Linked DNA regions of Sus scrofa: region 1 is linked to region 2. Evidence: chromatin contacts called from public HiChIP or PLAC-seq data. All regions are on one chromosome and are shown on one strand. Each heading gives the region's core, a stretch centred on a gene start, on an enhancer-like site or on the middle of the called end of the contact. The rest is flanking DNA. Distances are from core to core; before and after follow the strand shown.

What was found. HiChIP or PLAC-seq counts read pairs in DNA pulled down with a chosen protein or histone mark.
Region 1: a contact with region 2 is called in an H3K27ac HiChIP or PLAC-seq map of alveolar macrophages, with 4 times the contacts expected there. The contact joins two enhancer-like sites. A contact is called at or near these places in 1 of 5 promoter capture datasets (liver), 12 of 47 Hi-C or Micro-C datasets (alveolar macrophages, brain, embryonic fibroblasts and 5 more) and 2 of 2 datasets of contacts at active chromatin or transcription factors (alveolar macrophages and skeletal muscle).

Annotation. Positions count from the first base shown.
Region 1 is chr1:190,435,100-190,439,665 of Sscrofa11.1, forward strand. PRKCH (protein kinase C eta type) reads left to right here. Exons shown (of 14, transcript XM_021062478.1): 13 at 1,527-1,670; 14 at 3,062-4,334. The coding sequence ends at 3,208. Among named protein-coding and RNA genes, the nearest start is that of HIF1A, 190 kb to the right of the region's middle. Within about 2 kb of position 2,107, at least 20 of the 83 cell types and tissues checked have an H3K27ac peak or open chromatin away from gene starts, as enhancers often do. A contact at or near this core is called in alveolar macrophages, embryonic fibroblasts, retroperitoneal adipose tissue and 1 more, where this site is marked.
Region 2 is chr1:190,349,601-190,353,785 of Sscrofa11.1, forward strand. All of the region lies in intron 9 of PRKCH (protein kinase C eta type), which reads left to right. Among named protein-coding and RNA genes, the nearest start is that of PRKCH, 150 kb to the left of the region's middle. Within about 2 kb of position 2,686, at least 36 of the 83 cell types and tissues checked have an H3K27ac peak or open chromatin away from gene starts, as enhancers often do. A contact at or near this core is called in alveolar macrophages, embryonic fibroblasts, retroperitoneal adipose tissue and 1 more, where this site is marked.

The sequences.
Region 1 (4,566 bases), core at 857-3,356, 85 kb after region 2:
ACTGTGACAGCCTCCACCTTCCATGTGATCATGTTTGTTTGAAGCAACCTGAGAGGTGTTGCAGCTTCGGACACCTGGCCTGGCAGGGCTGGCCACCTCCTAAACCTACCCTCTCTTGTGTGCGCCTTCCTGATTTTTTTAATAAATTTATTCTGTCAGTTCTACTCCAAAGCCATTTCTATGGACACGCAATTACTTTTGTCTTGCGTTTATAATTCAGACTTGAAAGGGGTGCTTAGGGGCTATTATAAATTTGTTTAAAGGTCAGTTTTTTAAAGTTTCCCCCAACCCACCCCAGGGCAATTTTCTCTTAAAAATGGGAAATTAAGACTTGTGGTTACCAAGAGGGAGGGGGAGGGAGTGTGGAGGGGATTGGGAGCTTGGGGTTAATAGAGGCAAACTATTGCTTTTGGAATGGATTAGCAATGAGATCCTGCTGTGTAAACTATGTCTAGTCACTTATAATGGAGCATGATAATAGGAGCAAAAAGAATGTATACATGTTTGTGTAACTGGGTCACCTTGCTGTACAGTAGAAAATAAATTATATTGGTGAAATAACACTAAAAAAAAAATTTTTTTTTTAATGGGAAATTAGTTTAGTGTCGTTGAAACTGAAAATTACATTCTGGCCATGAAAAGTGAATGGTCCTCTAACTGGCACTTGGTCAGGAAATGATCAGAATACCCGTAAAGGACTCCTTTGTGAAAGTAGACTTAGCCTAGAACATCTTGAAAGGGGCTCAGCCACAGAAAAGTATAGAAATACAGAGGATTTACAGACCCACATGCCTGGAATGTGTGGCAGTGCTCTTCATTTTTGGTCTGTGTTAGCAAGCGTCTCAGTCACGAAACATTTCCAAATGGAAGGGCAGGAGAGAAGCGAGCATCTTAAAGCAAAAAACAAAACAAAACAAAACAAAAAAAAACAAAAAAACTTCTCACTCAAAACTATGCTATCTTTGTCGCATAAATAAGAGGGGCCAACTTTGTTTTTCCTGGCGCCTGAACACAGAACTGTAAGTTTTTCGCCCTTGCGGCTTCCTCACACAGAGCTTCAGAATAACGACTCTCACTCTTCTCTCTGCGGTCTCGGCAGAGAGCCGACTGCGTCTTTCGGAAAAATGGCACAGCTGTTCTGAAAAGTAGCCCCATTCATAAGACACCGGCTGTCTACAACTGCAGTGCTGGAGAAAAGGCACCGTAGTTTATAAAGAGTTTCTTTTCTTTCAAGGGGGAAAAAAAAAACCACGGTATTTACAGGAAAGAAAACTGGACCCTTTTAGTTTTATTTTAGTTGCCATGTCTGAAATGGCAGTGGGGACGGTCATAAATACACACAGGCAATTGCGCCTTTACCCAATGACTCATCGTGGCTGAGCCACCCGTGATGGAAAATTCAGCTAGTTAAGCAAGATCAGCCAGAAAGCCTCACACAGGCCCTCCTGCCAGAGCCGATGCCTACTGTCTTATGACATACTTATCGTCTAGGATTGAATGACTGACCTGCTTTCTCTCCCTCTCAGTTCATGACCAAGAACCCCACCATGCGCCTGGGCAGCCCGAGTCAGGGTGGTGAGCATGCCATCCTGAGACACCCTTTCTTTAAGGAAATCGACTGGGCCCAACTAAACCATCGCCAAGTAGAACCACCATTCAGACCCAGAATCGTAAGTGTCCGTGACCACCACAACAGACTTTTTTTTCTTTCATAAAACATCACAGTGTTCCACTCAAGTCTGCTGAGCAGCTAGCAGGTCCCTTGTGGAATGACCAGACCGGAAGTTGAGCCTGATGCTTTGCAAGGCAGCCTCACCCAGGATGAGGCTGGGCTCCTTGCTCCCAAGGCACCATTTCTCCATGTGCCAGGGTTACTTCCCATCAAATTTCCACCTCTTACTTGCCTGGGCCCCATCCTCCCTCAATCTAAGTTGGATTTCCTGAGATCTAAGAGTCCTTAAAATTTTCCAGATTTCCCCAAAGGAGTAGGGTTGAGAAATTCATTCTCCATAACCAATTTCCTCATGCTCCTTAGTCAGGGGACCTTTCCCAAGCCCCTGAATGTTCCTCCCTGCCCTGACCCTGGCTCCCTGCCTTGGTGAGCTAGGGTCTGTGACAGATATTGCCACATAGGGTTCAGGCCAGTAGAGGCCAAGTCCCCTTGACTGGGAAATGCTGGAACACTGTGGGTATGTCCCCGAGTGAGGCAGCTGAGTGGGCTGGCATTCCTGGGGGCCACCTCACTCTTCATTTGAGAGCTAAGCTCCTTCTCAAGTGTGGTCAGGAGAACCACAGTGGGAAGGCAAACAAGCAGGGGCTAGCATTGCATCAAGGGTTAGGACGAGGCAGAGAGGGAAGGATCAGTGACTCAAATAGGAGACGTCAGAGATCTTTTCGGCATGAGTTTTTAAAGATGTCAAATACCCATTTCCAAGCATCCTTAGTTTAATCTCTAACAAACACCCAGAGGTTAAGCCACTTCCTTTAATGGGCATCCCCCTGCCAGCTCGTCTGGGAGGAGGGTGAGCTTTGCCAGCAGGGCAGAATGGATCTGACTGGTGAGTAAAGTGAGAGGCATTTGTTCCCTAAACTGAGTGTTTCCAAGAAGCCTTTCAAGAAAATCTCTTCAAGCATATAGACCTTTGTACAAACAACAGGTGGGGCAAGTGTGAATTGACGCAACCTCTGCTGACTTGCATGCCCCTCAGGAAGGCCTGATGCGAAGTGGTACCTCAGTGCAGTGGAGCGGGGGGACCAACCAGCCAGCTGCGTTAGGTGACTGAATTCATTCCTTAGCTTCCCAGCCTAAGGCCGGCCTGCTCAGCAAGATTTTTGTGGGGTTAGTGAGTTGGTGGTTACCAAATACCATAATGGTACACAGTGCAGAAGAATTAGTAATAAAGCACTGTCTAATCAATTGTCATGACTGTAAATAACGCACGCTACCAGGAGAGTTGTGGAACAGTTCTCCCAACTCACTGGAAACGGCTTAAATCCCATGGAAGAGGAGTGAGTCTCAAGTGCCTAAAATCTGAAATTTATCTTGTTTCCTTTTTGACAGAAATCCCGAGAAGACGTCAGTAATTTTGACCCTGACTTCATCAAGGAAGAACCGGTTTTAACTCCAATTGATGAGGGACATCTTCCTATGATCAACCAGGATGAGTTTAGAAACTTTTCCTTTGTCTCTCCAGAATTGCACCCATAACCTTATGCAGAGTGGGAGAGATGGTATGAGAATCAAAAGGGGATGGAGATTTTCCAGGAGTTTCCTATGTGGGCACGTCCCCAGGATCAGCCTTAGAACAAGAACCTGACCTTCGGGGGCAGGTGGAGAACTCTGTGAAGGACGGAACTTCAAGAGATCAACTATTTGAAGTCCCATGGGATCGCGGTGCTGGCAAAGAGTTGATACCGACATGAGATGTCATGAGGAAATTCACTGCTCAGCCCATGCATTTCCATGGCTCCTTCAGACTTGAGATATTAACAGTTGGAGCCAAAAGGAGAAAGGGTGTGAAGAATAAACTAGATCCCAGAACTTCTGAGCCAATCAGGCGTTTTATTTCAAGAGACAAACCTAGACGTTTTAGGGACCACTGCAAGCTGTTTTATAAGCCCATGAGCCCATAATACTGGCAGTCTGCAGCAAGTCTCGAAATGCTTGTGAAGAACTTACAGAGAAAGAAATGAAGAGCTTTCCAAATAGGATGATTTACTCTGAAGAAACAAAAACTGATATCCATAAAGCTCACAACTTAAAGCCCTCTCTTAACAGGTGGGCACCCAGGCCACTGCTACAGCTTATTCTTTTATCCTTACTTTCACTTAATAGATATTTATTGAGTGCCCAGTGAGATGGTGCCACAATACCCAGTAGCATAAACAACAGATTTGTGTTTACCAAGCTTTCATTCCTAAGTTACATGAATGGCATTTGCCTTCCATGAAATGCCTCTCCATGCTACATATGTCATACTTTGTCTGCACCTAGCTTCTCCCATTAGGCAGCTCACTGCCACAACACAACTATCTGCGTAATCAGCAGGTGAGCTCAGGTGCTTGCTGACTTGCGGAATCTTGTCGTGGGCGATGTGTTCATGCCGCTCTGGACTCAGTGAAGAACCGCTCGTGCTGATGAGCAGACTTACCACTTATACCTTAGCAATTTATTTAAATTATGTTTTGAGAGATAAACTTGTCTGTTTGATATGCATTTTAATAATTAGAAATGGCTCTTGTAAGCAGGACATTTATCAAAGAAGGACCTGCTATGCCTGTGTATGCAGTTGGAGAATTTTATCTGGCTGAAATAAATGCATTTTGTAACAAAAGGGATTTTTTGAAAGATATGTCCACGCCCCACTAGGAAAGGAAATACGTAATTGAAATAAGCTTTGAGCAGAATGGATAGAACACTTGACTCAAAGCAACTTCTGCTAGCAAAGGCTGGTATCATGTGGTATCGCTTAAATGCATGTGGCCTGTCTCTTCTTAAACCACAATTTTCGTTTTGAATCAGGGTAATGACAGCTAAGTGTTGCTACCACAGGCTGACCCTCAAAG
Region 2 (4,185 bases), core at 1,436-3,935:
CTGGAGTTCTTGGCAGGGGTATGACCTTTGTTGAGAAGCCACCCCTCAATGTCAGTCACAGGGCAGAAATCCTGCCTTTGGGGGTAGCACAGACAGGAATATTTGCTGTCAGCTTACTCGACCGGGGCAAACTGACTTCAGTGCACTTAAGTCACACTTAAAATATGTATGTCTGAAAATCACCCAGCAGCATGGGTGCAAGGAAACTGTCTTTTCTCTGGGTTCTCCACTGTTATATTAAATATTAGCAAAGGAGTGTATGGATGAGAGAGAAAGACAGAAGAGAGAGGCAGCAGGAAAGTCATGTGACCCTGGACCGTGTCTTTCAAATTTCATCAGGAGCTGTCTACACTGCAGCCTTCAATGGGGGAGCTCTGAGTTCTCATCCTGACCTAGCCAAAACCCCCTTGTCTTGAAGAAGGTCCCCTGCCTTGGATTTTTTTTTTTTTTTCCCAGTTAAGTACCTTTACCTAAATCTGTATTCTTCTGTCATGGACCTGTTGTCAGAAATTCCTTCCAGAGGGACGCTCCACTGGCTTTATGCATGTGCGGTCAGGAGGTCAGCCAGCCCTAAAGAGCCCTTCAGCTCTCATTCCCTGTCCCAGGGTTCAGGGAATACCTGGCAGTGGCAGCCAGGCCCAGGGATGAGAAGATGCATTTGGTCCCTAAGCTCTAAGTCACAGTGACATCCTGGGCCAGGGCTGGGTGACAGTGAGTTAGGTGAGGAGACAGGGAAGTACAGCCACAAAAGCGGAAAGACTTCTCCCTCAGCAGGGCAAGGCCTCTGTGAACACCTTACATAGCTGGTGGATCCTCGGAGCCTAACTGCCCCAGCCTTGCAGAAGGGGTGGCTGAAGGATGAAGTAGCAGCAGCTGCTATTCACTGAGGCCCTAGCGGATGCTGGATACTTATGTTCATTACCAGGATCTGGACAACTGGGCATTTAGGTATTTTTCACAAATATCTTTTGGATGAAATATCTCCTGATGCCCACGGTAATCCACAACAAATACGAAGTGTAGATACTATTAGCCTCATTTTTTCCCCCTGAATCTAAAAGTATTTAATTCTCTTTATTTATTATTATTATTATTTTTTGTCTTTTTTTAGGGCCGTACCCATGGCATGTGGAGGTTCCCAGGCTAGGGGTCCAATCAGAGCTGTAGCTGCCAGCCTACACCACAGCCACAGCAACGCCAGATCCAAGCTGTGTCTGTGACCTACACCACAACTCACAATAACACCAGATCCTTAACTCACTGAGTAAGGCCAGGGATTGAACCCACAACCCGGTTCCTAGTCGGATTCATTTCCACTGCACCATGACAGGAACTCCTAATTCTCTTTATAAATACATGCAAAGAAGAAAGTAAAAATAATTCACAATCTTACAGGCCAAAGACAACTCTTATTAGCATTGTCATATATGATCTTCCAGGCTTCTTCAATGCATAAAGACTAAACTACCAAGTTTATTCCACATTATCTTTTTTCATTTTTATTTTTTCCATCATAGTTGGTTTACAGGGTTCTGTGAGTTTTCTACTATACAGCCAGGTGACCCAGTCACACATACCTATATACATTCTTTTTCTCACATTATCTGCTATCATGCTCCATCACAAGTGACTAGATATAGTTCCCAGTGATATACAACAGGATCTCATTGCTTGTCTAGCGTCATTTTAAAGTTCTGGAAACTGAAGTCCAGAGAGGTGAAAGAACTTGCCCCAGATTACACAGCAAGCAAGAGTCGGGCTGGGGTTCTTAACCAGCTTCCTGATCTATGCTAGTTGCTTTATCCCACAAGTAGAAATGTCCCCTCTGCAATGTGTGCAGCTAAGGAGAGTGTCACCAGGCAGGAATTCAGCCCCCCTCCCTTTTTTTTTTTTTACAATATACAGAGTGGTGGCCTTTTATAAAATACCTAAGGAAAGGCCTTTTCCTTTTACCTGTTGGGTTTCCTCCCTTCCCTGAGCCATGGGTACCACACATACAATTGGGTCAGCTTCTGGGTCATTTGGTAGAGTTTGCCTTTGGCTCAGATAAAAACAGAAAGCGAGCCAGAACATGGCGTTTCCCAAGTGGGCATGTTCCCAATTTATTCATCGTGTTCAGGCCCGGGACAGAATGCACAGAGGTTGTTTCCAGGCCCTGGATTTCTGGGAGGTTTATTTCGGACCTTTGCTTCTGTCCTCTGAGGCTTCCCGGCTTCCCGCCTCTCTGTGACTCAATAGAGCCATGGCAATGAATGGGAAGGAGGAGAACCCGGAGTTCTGGCTGTTCCCTTCGCTCCCTCTGCTTGGCTCCGCCTGCCAGAACACTCGGCGTGACCCAAGGGTTTGAAAGGTTTGGCATGTGTTTCCCTTTGAGGTTGTTTTGTTGTAGCTGGCCTCGTTGCTAGCCTTCATCGATGCTGATGACCTAGACCTGGCCTCGACCCCCCACCTCCATGGTTCTAAGGTGGTTCCTGGATCGCCTGTCATTTCCTGTGACTCATCTGAGACTTGCCAGGATCAGCTCTGGTCTCTGCATTCCCCGACCGCTGCCTGAGCTTTGTGGTAGTGAGTTTTGGTCATGGTTTTCCCTGCCCGTGCCTGGGAACCTGCCAGAGTCTAGATCCCCTGGCCTTAGCAGGGCCCTGCTTTAAAACCATGGGGCTTGAAGTGCTGGGAGTGGCTCCAGGCCTGAGAATGTGATGGGCTCTCTGCCAAATAGTTTAGTGAGAAGTCAGCTGGACCGGAATCACCATGATGGAGAGCTAAGCCAGAGAAACAGTCCTTTGAATCCTTGGTCTAGTTGGGATGAGAAGATTAACACACATGGAACAGACAGTACAGTGACTGGATTTACTTTCTGCTACAAAAGGAAAGGGACCCGAAACTGGACACTGGATTCTGGGGGAGAATCTTACCTACAGGCCAGTCTTTCTTTGGTTTGTTATAAGACTAACAATCCAACTGGCAGCACCTCAGGGTGGCCTATAGGTGATACCCTGGGAGTAGCTGGAGTGGGTCTCACTTTGACCCTGAACCGAGAATCATGCAGTGTAAAAGCCCACTGCTCTGGGTGGAAACCATAGGCCAGAGTGGACTGAAGTTTTGAAATACTTGAGTTCCCCATAATTATTTCATCACTGGTAGGAACTCAGCTGTGTCCATCTCTTCCAGATTATTCTGAGGCCACTCACGACAACATCAGCCCACCCTTCTGTATAAATGTAGCAGAATTGGAATCACAAAGACTTACCCGCCAGCAGGTGACCATCAGAGGTGTCAGTTCATTTGGCCATGTGCCTGGCTTGCTTTCAGGGTATGTGCTCAGCTTCGAGGTCTTAGGGTGCAGCGGTGAACACAGGAGGGGGGCCCTTCCCTCATGGAGCCAGGTTCTCCTAGGCAATTGGGGACCCAAGCAGTCTGTCCACAATGTGGAGTCAGCCGCTGAGCCTCTGAGTGATCTGGTCACAATAGCAGTTGTGAGCCTGCCATCCGCTCAGAGGAGAGCCCATAGGGCTTGCCTGGAAGCTGCATGTGCACACGGATTCATATGTGCTGCAATGGAAGGAAGACCTGATGGAGATTCCTGGGGGCAGGGATGGGCCAGGATCCTTGGCCCTGCTGGGCTTGGGGCAGAGCTGAGCAGCTCACCTCCCCAGGCTCACCTTTGATGTTTACGCTGTGTCATCCACTGTGAGCACTGGCCTCTTCTCTGGCAGCCCCACACCCGGCTGCATGGACCCTCTCCCGCCCCCAATATCAGTGCCTCTAGACTGATTGCTGTCCTGCTGGTCCTGCCCTGTGCTCTCAGGTAGAACCTCAGCTCTGGCTCACAGCAGCACCCCCCGCCCCGCAACCCCTACACACATGCTGGGGGCCTTTGGTGAGCCCTGCCCTGTCTTCCCTTCCCCGCCCCCCAGGGATTCCTGTTTCCTTTCCGTGTGAGGCCTCCTGGTTTCAGTGTATTTGCACAGTAGAGGAGCCCACTCCCACCCACTTCTTGAGGACGGTCTATAAGGATATATTTCTCAGGTCTTACGAAGGGAGTCTTGGAGTTCTTCCCAGAGTCTCTTCATTCCATTCTTAGGGCGTACAATTTTTTTCAACATGAAAATGATGTAATATGTAATTCCCAACTAAAACAGAAGAGGAGAGCCCTTCCAGTAAAAGCCCCCCGCCCCAGCCACC